Linked DNA regions of Xenopus laevis: region 2 is linked to region 1. The links are chromatin contacts, called in public Hi-C maps. All regions are on one chromosome and are shown on one strand. Each heading gives the region's core, a stretch centred on a gene start, on an enhancer-like site or on the middle of the called end of the contact. The rest is flanking DNA. Distances are from core to core; before and after follow the strand shown. Region 1 holds the start of LOC108698715 (ovarian cancer G-protein coupled receptor 1). Region 2 has its middle 5.9 kb from the start of LOC108698716.

Region 1 (6,566 bases), core at 3,361-5,860:
ATCGAGGGTGTGTGTATGTATGGAGGAGCACCTCCCTGAAAGAGATGCATTTCATACTCTCAAAGCCTCAATTTTGTGGGGCACAACAATGAATTCAAGGAGTTGTACAAATAGCCACGACAGAGTTGCGGGAAGTGAAATGCAGTTAGTGACACGTGCCCACTCTGAAGACGCTAGCCACAACTTGCACAAAAACTCACAAAGACAGGTGCATGCAATAGAGGCACATTTCATTTGCTTCTTGGTACTCTGACACTGGATTTCTGGGAGAGAAAAACCATGGCTCAATCATTCTAAAAACTGCACTTTTCTCACTCCTCTGCAGTTGTAAATGTGGCTTTAAGCGTATTGGTTTCTAAAGGGCACCGAATCGAACCAAGTATTGTGAGTCTTGCCTAAATTACTCCCTTGATTTTTTTTTTCTTTACATATTCTCATGTTACCGTAATCTGTGTGTATAGAAATATATATATATATGGTTAAGAGTAGCATTTATGTCATTCATGCAATAAAACATTTGCCAATAGAACATTTATGGTGGAGGATATTACATTCATTTAATGTCATTGACTCTCCCTATCTGTAGTGATGCAGTATCTCTGTGTGTGCAAAAATAATTCAATTTTTATAATAAACCGTGTGTGATCCTTTTCTCAATATTGGCTGAAATTCATGTTTCTCACCTTTTTTTTTTTTATTATTCCTGGGCAGGGACATTCACATCACTGCAATGGTGTGTTATATACTGACTTATTGAACTATATTATTTTTATGTTGAATACTAGAATGGCACATAGCTTTGTACTGTTATGTTCAGTGATTTGACCTAAAGGGTGAAATAGAGATCATCTAAGTCCCAAAAGTGTGTCAAAAAATTTCAATTGGTTTTTGAGTAAAATGGTGCATATCTGTGTGTGGTATTTAAATCCCCTAACTTTCAGTATTGGTCGACTAAACAATCTTGTAATTGTTGATTAGTCCTGCATCAGCTTGGAGGCATTTTAGCCCATTCTTCCTTACAGAACAGTTTCTTGCAGGACCTGCTTGAAGTCCTTCCACAACATGTGAGAAAAGTGATGTGAAGTTTCTAATGTTTTTCCTCTCCAGAAGAACATTACACCAGCCCTCTTTCTTTCTCCTGACAACTTCCTCCACTACTTGGTGGTGATGGTAGGAATGGTGGATAACTGACCAGCACTGTTGTAACAATATTTTATATTAACACTGGCACATATAGGGGAAGTATTGTCTTGCATAAAAAGGGCATTCATTTAAGGAATGAAAGTAAAATTGTGCCTCTTTATAGGTCCCTGGTGAAGCCTCATCTGGAGTATGTCGTGCAGTTTTGGGCTCCAGCCATTAAGAGGGATATAAATGAGCTGGAGAGAGTGCAGAGAAGTGCAACTAAACTGGTTAAAGGAGAATTCAACCCAAACCTTAAAAACCCCCAACCCTACCTAGACCTGCTCCCTCCTCCCCCCAGCCTACTTGGTACCCAGGGCAAATTGCCCTCACTTTTTACTTACCGTGCAGATTCTGTCCTCGGGAGTTCACTGCATCTTCTTTTCTTCGTTAAACTTCGGAAGCAGATCAGAATTTCATCGCATGCGCAGTTGGAGTAATCTTTTTGTCCCGAACAACTGCAGATGTGCCGAGTCACAAAAATGTCCGATTTTCCCAGGCTGGGGGGGAGGAGGGAGGGTGGTCTAGGTAGGGTTGGGGGGTAGGGGGTTTTTAAGGTTTGGATTGAGATTGAGAAAAAAGGGGGGTTACATAAACTTTACAAGAAAATGAGAGGATATGAAAGATAGCAGGAGAATGTTTGCCGCATAAAAAGGATAACCGCACCAGAGGCCACCCCTTCAGATGTTCACAAACATAGAGAGTAGTGCTACACAATCAATCTCACCGCTTTTTGTAGCGTCGGGTGCCAGCTGCGACTCTGTCTGCCCAGGTCCAGTTCAAATTCCGATACAAACTCCAGCAGCACTCTGGTATAGTGAAAAAATTTGTGCAAATGAAGCAACGTTTCGGGCATAACCAGCCCTTTATCAAGCTTATCAACCCCTTCAGATGTTGTGTTGACCGATCCTGTTAACACTTGTAAGAGGGGCTTGGGTGATTTCTTGAACAAGCCTTATATTCAAAGCGATTAAGTGATACTAAAATCTACAATTAGTATAGCTAATGGTGTGTATATAGTTTATATGTGAGTGTATTGATATGTCTAAGTAAATACGCACTGTGGTCATTTGGAGTTGAACTTGGGTTGAATTTCTCAACCCAACATTACCATGTAAGTAACTATGCAGGTGAGGGGGTTTTCTGATCGTTTGGCCCTTTATCAAACGAACGGATTACAATGAAGGAATTGGGCACTGACTGGAAGAGGACCACACAACTATCCGATGTAGGCCTCAATTGCCAAAAAAATCAAGCCTGCCCGATCGATTTCTTGCAAATATTTGTCCTGATATTGATCTGGGAGACCCGTTGGAATGTCCCTACACGAGCATTGGTCTAAAGAGGCCAGAAGGCTTGGGCCGTGGGTGGCAAAATATGCTGGTTTTTGAGAAGCACGGAGGGCGTGCAGCTCCCCAGTGCCCTGGCGCTTGCACTAGTGGGGAGGGGGGGCAGTGTGGGCGCTAGGACCGCGTGGATTAGGGGCGGCCAGATAGGAAATCCAGCCCTGGGTCTAAAGGATCGATAGTGGCAGCTTTAATCTGCCAGTGTATGGCCACCTTAATGCTTAAACTCCTGCACTCCCATTGATTCATCCTGAAAAACCCAACCAGCCTTATATACTTAGCAGGCTCCTTGGATTCCCTTGACTATTCACAGTTTAGACTCCTAAACTAATTCTTTCTTGTATACACTTTGTATCAAATATTGCCTTTTTGAACATTGTGAAATCAACAGAGATTAAAACCCTCCACATTTTTTCATTCTGGAATTATTATCCACCCAGTCGAGTGCCAAGCAAGGATTTTCCTGGTAGCCTGCATGCAAGACCAGCCCCTATGCAAGATATTGTGAACTGATGATTCCGGATACATTTTGCTGTAGTCTGGCAAAATGAGAAGGCAATAGGATAGACTGCTATTCAATTGCAATATTTCCAAATAAGCATAAAATAAGTTTGAATTGAATATATATAATTTTTTTTCCAATGTAAGGTAGCTATCTGCTTTGAGGAACCCAGTTAATATTGCATCACATGGAGTATTTGTCAGGATACTCACTGGTCCGTGCAGTGATTGGCAGGTGCACATTCCTGTTTTCCAGGCATTGCTAAGCATTGACTGCTGCTGCATGCTCACCCTTCTTGGCATGTTTTTTCAGTACTACAATACCTGGGAATAAGATGTTCAATTTTTATTTAAAGAAGCCACCTAGATTCTTCCACGACTAATGTTCTGAAAGGGTCATTCATAGTTAAATTACATGCGAAGAGTTAACATTCAGAAATATAAAATTTCCTCCTGAAGCGCAAATAAACAAGAGGACTAAGGGCAGCGGGGAGCTGCAATAATCCCTTCAAGGACCAAATGCACCTCTAGATGATCAACCCTTTTGGTGATGAAATAAGTAAAGCAAAGGAATGGCAAAGCACAGTACAGCTGGATTTGTTACAGAGTAGAAATACTGCAGAGATTTACAGGTATTTTTTCTTTAAAATTAAAGTTTCTCTTGAAGAAAAGTCAGTTTGGCATCAAGCGATCTGCTTCCCTGCCTTGAGGCAATTGGATTTAGCACCGGGGCAGTAATGCTGTGGAATGGAATAAACACATGAATGCTTTACTTTTGGGACCTTTTGCTTGCTCATTTGATATATTTCTGTGTCTTGGTCCTGCAGAAGAAGTTACTAGTATTGGTCCCGTATATGTATATATATATATATATATATATATATATATATATATATATATATATATATATATATATATATATACACCCCCCAAATAAACTTTCAAATTATATCGTTCTACCTGTAGGAGATGCAGTTATGCACTGTTGTTGGTACTCTTTGATATCAATACAAAGAAAAGAATCTTTTGGGAGCAGCAATTTATACTATAGGAACCAGAAGACTGCCAGAAACAATTGTCATCATAATTGGTATTAAGTTTCCAGAGAAGGAGCAATAAAAGGACATTCCTGAGACATTTCCATTTAGAGCATTTACACAAAACTCTAAGAATTGTTCTAGGCGCAGGATGCAATCCTTTTTATGTTACATTCTTGCAGTAAAATATTGCATTATATTAGTAAATGGATTCAGTTTTATCTGGGAAAAGGCATTTGGTTTTTATTCATCGTGACCCGGAAAAGGCATTGGGTTTTTATTTAATTTGATCTTTATTTTCATTGTCAACAAGACCTATAGTTAGAAAAAAATATGACCGTTTTGAATCAATGAACATTCTGTAGCTGCAAAATGTCCCTGTGATTAACTGTGAATTCCCTTCTCCCACAGCATTAAAGCCTATAAGCTTGAGGGATTTGCTTTGGTGAGATCCCGGCTGATGAAATAATCCATCTTTCTAAACATATTAACGTTAAAATGCAGAAAGTCCCACTGTTTGCCTACCTACACACGGATTTATAGAATGTATCCCTGGTATTTGCATTATCCAGGGGTGGAGCAGAAAGGAATTGAGCAGGGAGCTAGAAGACTGCAGTGGAAACACTTGGTACCTGTGTAAGGGGATGGCTAGGAACTTGTGGGCTGGAACGGAAGACACAAGAACGTTTGTAGATTGTGTTTGCACAAGTTCAAGGCTTTTGAGAATACGAAGAGGTTATCTGCTGCTGCTGCTGCTGCTACTGGCAGGAACACTGAGGTTAGTGACCCTCCTGATCTCCAGTTATTTCTTATAATAGAGCCACTGGGGAAGCTGCAGAATTCTCATAAACCTCTACTGATAATATGTTCTGGCCACAAATTGTCTCCCAGTGGTTTTGTACATAAGAGACACAGCCAGAACCAGAGCATTTCATAGAATACAGTCATTTATATGAAAATACTTGTTCTACCAGTAACTAAAATAATTCATTAATCGTTCATTGAAATTCAGGTCTATGATTTTGTTTGAGCAGCTTTACAGAACGCAGTCATTTTGTTGTGTTCCTGGCAGTCTAATCTCGAAACAATGGCACTAACACACTGCCAGAATTGAGGAATGTAGGAAGCTTTGCCTTCTTTAGCCTCCATTACAAGAGCACATGCAACGTTGCATACATATAACAGATAAGCTCAGATTGATTTGTGATGCAATAGAGAGAGTTGTAATAATTGTATTATTCTTAGTACTGTGCTACTTCCAATGCCAGAACAATTTAAACAGCTGTATGCTGGAAACTATACATATATCGACTATGAAAAAAAAGAGACATCGGTGGGTGAATATGTTTAAACCATGGAAATGACAATAAGGGGCATATTTATCAAGGGTCGAATTTATAGTTTATGGGAGTTTATAAAAACCTAATTTCCAGAACCCACCAGCACACCCTGGACTCTCCAGCATAAGTTGGCCCGGTGCACAGTCAGAAGGGATCGGCAACCCCAATTGTAGTCAGCGTAATAAAAGAAAAACTGGCACTCAGAGCTCGCATGCATCGAGCTCTGAGTGCTAGTTTATAAAAACCTCCCATAATCTCCCATAAACTGGAAATTTGAAAGAAAGAAAAAAACGACCAATCGAAATTTATCAAGATTCAAATGTTGAAATTTCGGGTTTAAATTTATTCACCCACCAATCTCCCTTTTTTATAGTCGATACGTATATAGTTGCCAGCATATGGCTGTTTGAATTGTGCTGGCAAAAAAAAAAATAATAATTTGATTTTTAAAAGTCCACCAAACGCCTCCAAATTAATTGTAGGAGGTCCCCTATAGGCTAAAACACCAATTCGCCAGGTTTTAGATGACAAATATTCGAATTTGAATTCTTAAAGGGACAGTACATGACCATTTTTTTTAATCAAATCGAATCTGGACTATTCCCTAGTCGAATTACACTCAAATAGTCAAATAGTCAAATTAAAAAATTCACATTTTGAATTCGACCCTTGATAAATCTGCCCCAAAATGTAAAATTTGACTAAAGGACTGCCATATTTTTTTTATACTGCTCTGGGATGTAGAGGCACACTCTCTAAATCCAACAAATCCTTAGAGCTCAGTCAACCAAGTGCAAACCCTGAAAGACTTGTTGGATTGGTTGGATCACTAGCCACTAGTTGTGAGGAAAATGGGCCATGTTGGTCCAGTAAGTTAAGGGCTTGATATATGCACTGAAATGGATCATCATTGGGTCTGTTTTTAATTTTAGTTAATAATACTTGTGCAACTGCATCAGAGGTTATTTTAAAAGATCCTTTTAGGAGGGCACAGACAGTGTTGGACTGGCCCACAGGGATACCAGGAAAAGTCCTGGTGGGCTCAGGTGTCAGTGGCCCTTATGCTGCTAAACATTTGGCCTATTTCATGGCCATTCCCTATTTTTATGAGAACAAAGTGGCTAAATAGATGGAATAATAGATTATAGTATTATAGTATG
Region 2 (6,755 bases), core at 1,335-3,834, 82 kb before region 1:
CTATGTTTGCAGGGCCAAGCAGGCAGCTCCCCTTTGTTTTCCTGCCAAATTGGTCTTTTTAGTTGATGGTAAATTCGTACGATCGTACGATCGTTCTGAGAAGATATTGGTCTCACGATCAGGATCTGATCTTTTAAAAATCTCAACATCTATGGCCAGCTTAAGTCTAGTTTTTTAATTGTTTTAAAAAACTCACATGAATTTGAAATACGACCCTTGATAAATGACCCCCCCCCAAGTATTTGCTTAAAAAGGACTCTATGGGAGACGCTCATCCTGTATTCCAGAGCTTTCTAAATAACAGGTTTCTGGATAAGGGATCCCATACATGTAGAAAGATAGATAGATAGATAGATAGATAGATAGATAGATAGATAGATAGATAGATAGATAGATAGATAGATAGATAGATAGATAGATAGATAGATAGATAGAGCCCCCCATACCCTCACATAAATTATAGCTACCCATATCTATACTATCTACAGATTTTAATATCACAATAGCCTTTGATAGTATGTGTACCCATTACAAAACTCTTAACTATAGTTAGCAACTGTCACTTATTTGATATATGGCTGAAAAAAAACCTTTGATCATTCTGTATCATAATGCAATAACCAAATGTAATGTCATTGTTACTGAGTTGAATTCTGCCTACATGGTGCCCACATGCTGTTTGGTGATAACTGAAAGTGACTGCAGGTATTGTCATGACTGAATAGGGTGAGGGATGACAGATGGAATGACCCCCAGCTCTGGACATAAGCGCATGAGTGACCATGGCTACCCTTAAGATTCTTTCAAAATGGAATTTTCTTGATCAATACCATGTCAAAGCCTCTGACTTCCAATCTCTGTGTGGTATTGTTGCACACTGAAAAGAAGTGATAACCCACAGCACCCTCAACAATGGGGAGGGTTCAGACAGCTGCCAATCAACCAACTGACCAGTTTTTGTATTCCAATATAAGCACAGGGTTAATTTAAAGGGGAAAGTGGACAAAGAAACATCATACAGTTGAGTATACATTTGTCAATCCCAGCATCATATTTATGGGTAAGAACATGTATTCCAAAGAAAGGACGATTTTAGTTAAAGGAAATCTATACCCCCAGAACAATCTAGGTCTCTATAAAAACATATTGCATAAACAGATAATTTTCAAAAACCCTGTTTCATGGAAATAAACCATTTTCATAATAATATGCTTGTTAAGTATTATGTGCCATTGGTTAATTATAAATAGAAAACTGCCATTTTAAAAAATAAGGGCAGCTCCCTGGGATTCTAGGATTCACGGTGCACACAAATAAACCAAACAAAACCATTCATGTTAGGTCACATGAGCCAATTAACAGAGTTCTGTCTTTTACTTCCACACTTCTTCCTGTTACAGTTAGAGTTGTATTATTCTGGTCAGGTGATCTCTGAGGCAGCACACAGACCAATCACGAAATGGTGGTTCAAGACAAGAGATGTAAAAGGGCAATATTTACTTAAAGGAGAAGAAAAGGCTAAAATTAAGTAAGCATTATCAGAAAGGTCTATATAAATACACCAGTTAACCCTCAAAGTAATGCTGCTCTGAGTCCTCTGTCAAAAGAAACACAGCATTTCTTCCTTTTACTGTGTACTTATGGGCTTCTGTATCAGACTTCCTGTTTTCAGCTTAAACCTCCAGGGCAGGGCTTGAGCATGCTCAGTTTTCTCCTCTCCCCCTCCCTCCTCCCATCCCTGCTGTAATCAGAGCTCACAGCTGTAAGTGAGCAGGGAGAGACTCAGGCAGGAAGTGATGTCACACCAAACTTATATGGCAGCTTCTATCCTAAACAAACAGAGACAGTGTCTAGAGCTGTTTACTTAGGTATGGTAAAGCATTTTGCAGAAAAAATAAAGCATTCTAGCTTGCACTAGTGTGGCTTATCTGTTGGCAATAAACTGTCTTGGAGCTTTCCTTCTCCTTTAAATATATATTCCAGTTTGGGAAGATTCTTTAATAGGCTACTTGATTTGATATAAACGATCTGTTGATTAAGTATTAATTTTGGGGGTACTGTTTTCCTATAATAAGCTGTTTATACAGAGCTGAAGAGAAAGCTCACTGTTTAAACCACGTGCTTCAGATGCACACTGCCCGAACCCTGCACATATGTTAAAAACCTCTCAGTCCAGTGACTTCTTGTCAGCAGAAAGATAAATCCAGCTTACCCAATATTTCCTCTGACCCAGGCACAACCAACATAAGCATAAAGGCTTATTACAGCTATATATCTGGGATTCCCAAAAATGATCTATTAGACAGTACTGAGTGAAGTTAGTTGATCCTCAACTTACAGGCACAAGAGTGAGCACTGGAGATCAAAAATGAGCATTCAGACATAGGGCCAGCTTTCTGTCACTATCACTGTCTCTCTGTTATCAGAGAAAGCTGTTAGCTATACTTACTCTTTTATAAATAAACCATAATAATCATTTGGAATGAAATGATGGCTTGTGTTCAAAAGTCCCTGCTGGTTACATGAGTGTGCTCCTCTGTGTATCTTCCTTCCTGTCTATACAAAGCTGCTACACTTGGCTGCTGCCTCAGCCCTTCCGTTTAACATGCTCTGCCTGGCTGCCTTCTAACCCACCTGCTCACAAACTGCTGTCTCCTCTTCCTCTAATTATAAGGTCCCCTTTAACTTACTTAGTTCTAGTAACTACTAGAAATTATCCATCCCTTCAGAGAGATTATAACAACATATCTATATGCCTGCAATCTAGCATGTCTGCATTTGTACCTCACTTGCTTACTCCTTTATAATATTTTTTGTCATTCACATAGGAAACTTGTGAATTTTATGGATCAGCCCATGTCATATTCCAGTGGTATAACAGAGGTTGATCATACAAAGAAATCCTACTGGAAAGGCATGTGGCATAGGGTAAAAAGATAGCTTTGCAAAGAGGATGGCGAAATTGAGCTTCTACAGAAGTACCCCAAGAGGGCAATTATTAATGAACAGGAGCACTGACTGGGCTATCAGGTAGGCGATTATACCCACTGGGGTGTGCCTGCCTAACATTTTGGCACCACACAATGATTATACCTTTATTTCTCTTTTAACAAATGCTGGAATGTTACATGAAGCATATTAGAACAAAACAGCAAAAATTTCAACAACAAAATTAAAAAAAAAGCCAAAACAAAAGAAATAACAATAAACACATTTAAATAACATTTGTTATATATGCAAGCACTTAGTACATTAACTGTACAGAAAGGGGGAGCAAACACATAATTTGCAAAGCACAATCATATTAATTTACAAAGATAAAGTGGCAGACACAGGATGCAGCATTAATATAAAATAAAGGCATGCACCAAATCCAATACAGGATTTGATCCTTTTTCAGCAGAATTCTAATTTGCTGAATCTAAGCCACTGATCAAACCACATTGGAATATTTCCTCTGACCCAGGTACTGCTGCCCCGAGGCTGTAGCCAAAGGAGACACAACCAACATAAACCAAACCAAATTGGAATATTTAAAATCCTTTGACTTTTTGTCAAACAAGAAAGTCAAAAACATTTTTAAAACATGCAGCTGGCCTGGTTTTCTTTTGCATTTCCTGGTGCTAATCTGCATATGCAAATTAGTTTCACAAAGGATTCGGGATTTGCCCGAATCCCAAAATAGTGGATCCAGTGCATTCCTAAAAAAAATACAGTAATAAGTGTAGCGGATATCTAATACAATGGGAAGCTGAACGCCTCGCAGCTTTGTTGCAGCTCTCTGCACAGTTGGCGCTCCAAGCCTCACACAACTCAGCAGAGTTCTCCATGTTCTCTTGGACACAGGGTCGGATTTACATAGAGAGCACCCCTAGGCCTGCTTTCGTTCGTCACCCCCTGATCCCTCCCTTTTATTCATCATTGGGACTGGAGCAATGGGGATTGGGACACGGGAGATTTAAAAAACGATCATATCTCCTGCTCGTCCCCAGTGTTTCTGAACCAATATCGGTGTGGTTGGGCAGCATGCCGCCCCTTAAAATTCTGCCACCCTAGGCCCGGGCCTTGGTGGCCTCTCAACAAATCTGGGCCCGCTTGGACAGTCTCTATCATTCACTCCTTGTTTAACAGATGTACCCTGGGGCTCCCAGGATGCTTCAAGTACTTCTCCTGTCCCATAGCCAAAAAGGATGTTCATCTGTAACTGGACTGATGTTGTCATAGACAGAGGAAGATAAGATCCAGCAGCCGGAAGGCCTGAATAGAATGCAGGTAGACAGAGAACTAGGGAGAAGAATACTCTGATCTCATACAAACATTTATGCAGAACTTTACTGGCCTGTATGTATTTTGGAGTTCACCTTTAAGATACATTTTTGTATGTTATAGAATGGTCAGTTATAAGCAACTTTTCAGTTGTTCTTCATTGTTTATTTGTTTTAGTTTTGAATTATTTGCCTTCTGACTCTTTCCATGCACTGTAAGGCTGCAAATGTACTGTTATTGCTACTTTTTATTGCTCATCTTTCTATTCAGGCTCTCTCCTATTCATATTCCAGTCTCTAATTTTAAATAGTGCATGGTTGCTAGGGTTATTTGGACCCCAGCAACAAGATTGCTGAAATTGAAAACAGGAGAGCTGCTTGATAAACAGCTAAATAATTCAAAAACCACAAATAATAGAAATGAAAAACAACTGCAAATTGTCTCAGAATATCACTTTCTACATCATACTAAAAGTTAGCTCAAAAGTTAATGCCCAAGCAGACACCTGGAGAAGATACAAACTCCTTGCAAGTAGTGCCCAGGTTGAGGGAGGGGGAGTGAGTAAAGCTAGGCATCAGAATGAATATTTGGCAAGCAGTTGCTTTTATGGCATAGCCTCCTGTACTCGTTAACTGGTCATCAGGCCTTTATCAATGAAACATTGATGAAGCACCCAATGGTGAGAAACGCGTCAGGAAGGCGTTAACATGCATTTCTGATTTGACTTCAATGACATATGCTTCAAATAATATCTAAGCTTAGGGTTTTAGTAATGAATATAATATACAGAACTTTTTTTCATTATAATACACAGCATTTTTAATTATTTTAATAAAACAGGATGATAAATTGAACATGCGCATGTGTGCATGTGTACTTTAACACATTAACACATGGCAGAAGTTCATGTTTAGTTTATGGTAGAGTCCTGCAGCAGGTACAAAAAAAGTATATACCCTGGAGGTTGCGGGTAGGATTTTCAGGTGCGGGTATAGATATGGGACTTTGGGTTAGTGGGTTGTTGGTCTAACCTATATTTATTAAATTATCTATATTTTACTCCTTTAAAAAAGTTAAAAAAAGTTTTTTCCTGCCCCCACCCAGTTTAAAAAAGAGTTTTAATGATCATGTAATATGCCAAGAATTAAGGAAATACAAAAGGATTTTAGTGATAATTTTTGAACAACCACATTATCCCAAGGGATGTCAGGAACCTTTTGTATATCTACATATGACTGGGGTTAATTGGCTGCATTATGCCTTCCACTGGACCAGACAAGGAGACACAACCCTAGAAATGTTTATACTATTGTACCTTGTGGCTCTATCAACCTATGTGCCATGTGGATCAAGTAATTGGCATCAGTTCTAACACTCAAGTTATTAATTATTCTTATCTGCTTGTAAATTATAGATAGGTTCCTTGTATCCTTGTTAGTATGTTGGGCACCCATGCTCACAAACTTCATTGGATTCACTGTATTTATATCCAGCACAGCTCTCCTGATGCCCCTTCTGTCTGCCTGGTGGCAGGATAGGTGGAAAGCATTTTTTTTCTATATACACGACTGCTCCCAAAAAAGCTGCTGCCCTAGGCATGTGCCTTCTGTCCCTATATAGAAAACAGGGCTCTGGATATAAGTTCTAAATGTGCAAGCATAGAGTGTAGTGCTACACAATCAATCTCACCGCTTTTTGTAGCGTCGGGTGCCAGCTGCGACTCTGTCTGCCCAGGTCCAGTACAAATTCCAATACAAATTCCAGCAGCACTCCGGTAAAGTGAAAGAAATTTATTTGTGCAAATGAAGCAACGTTTCGGGCATAACCAGCCCTTTATCAAGCTTCAAGTTCTAAATGTGGAGATGAAATTGTATCATGCTGATTAATGATGCACTCAGTAGGATGGTGTTTGCAGATTTAAAACTTAAAAGTGTAGCACCGGTTTCATTTACTTTATTTGATACTGTTACTGACTTTATGTTGCATATCTGAATTCTAAGACAAATGTACTACCAAACATGTGAAGTAATGAAATTGTTTTACTTAAAACTTAAATAATAGCAAAATAGTAAAAAAGTCATTATTTGTGATGTTCTCTGTAAAGCAGTATGTTTTTATCAAGGTAAACTGCCTCTTTAACTGTCACCTCTTGCCTTGTTTGCTAACAACTCATTGTGCATCGCAACAGATTTTGAAATACCATATTATTATACAAACATGCACTTGCCTTACCACATAGATAAGCACAATGGTGCACATATTATGCCTCAGGTGAACTGGAAAAGAAGACAGGAAGTGTAGGGTAAGGATTACTGAACTGTTAAGTTGACCTTTTCTGTTTATTGAGCAGGGGGATAACATTAAGTGTCATTTACAATGGAAGAAAAGCAGAGCACTAAGGGTACAAACACACCCCTTATTTCTAATTCAGGTAGCAGTCTGGCTGAGGTGTACAGCTCACGTCATATAAAACAATATAGCTCGGGGCA

Evidence for each region. Hi-C and Micro-C count contacts between places; a contact is called where the count stands out from the background.
Region 2: a Hi-C map of the XL177 cell line shows a contact between it and region 1, with 4 times the contacts expected there. The contact joins the enhancer-like site here to the promoter of LOC108698715 in region 1. A contact is called at or near these places in 3 of 4 Hi-C or Micro-C datasets (the XL177 cell line, the XTC cell line and animal cap).

What each region holds. Positions count from the first base shown.
Region 1 is chr8L:77,957,814-77,964,379 of Xenopus_laevis_v10.1, reverse strand. LOC108698715 (ovarian cancer G-protein coupled receptor 1) reads left to right here and starts at 4,610. Exons shown (of 2, transcript XM_018230420.2): 1 at 4,610-4,844. It overlaps LOC108698716 (protein Daple), which reads left to right. Exons shown (of 31, transcript XM_018230421.2): 31 at 1-657.
Region 2 is chr8L:78,037,605-78,044,359 of Xenopus_laevis_v10.1, reverse strand. No RefSeq gene overlaps it. Among protein-coding and RNA genes, the nearest start is that of LOC108698716, 5.9 kb to the right of the region's middle. Within about 2 kb of position 2,584, at least 1 of the 7 cell types and tissues checked has an H3K27ac peak or open chromatin away from gene starts, as enhancers often do.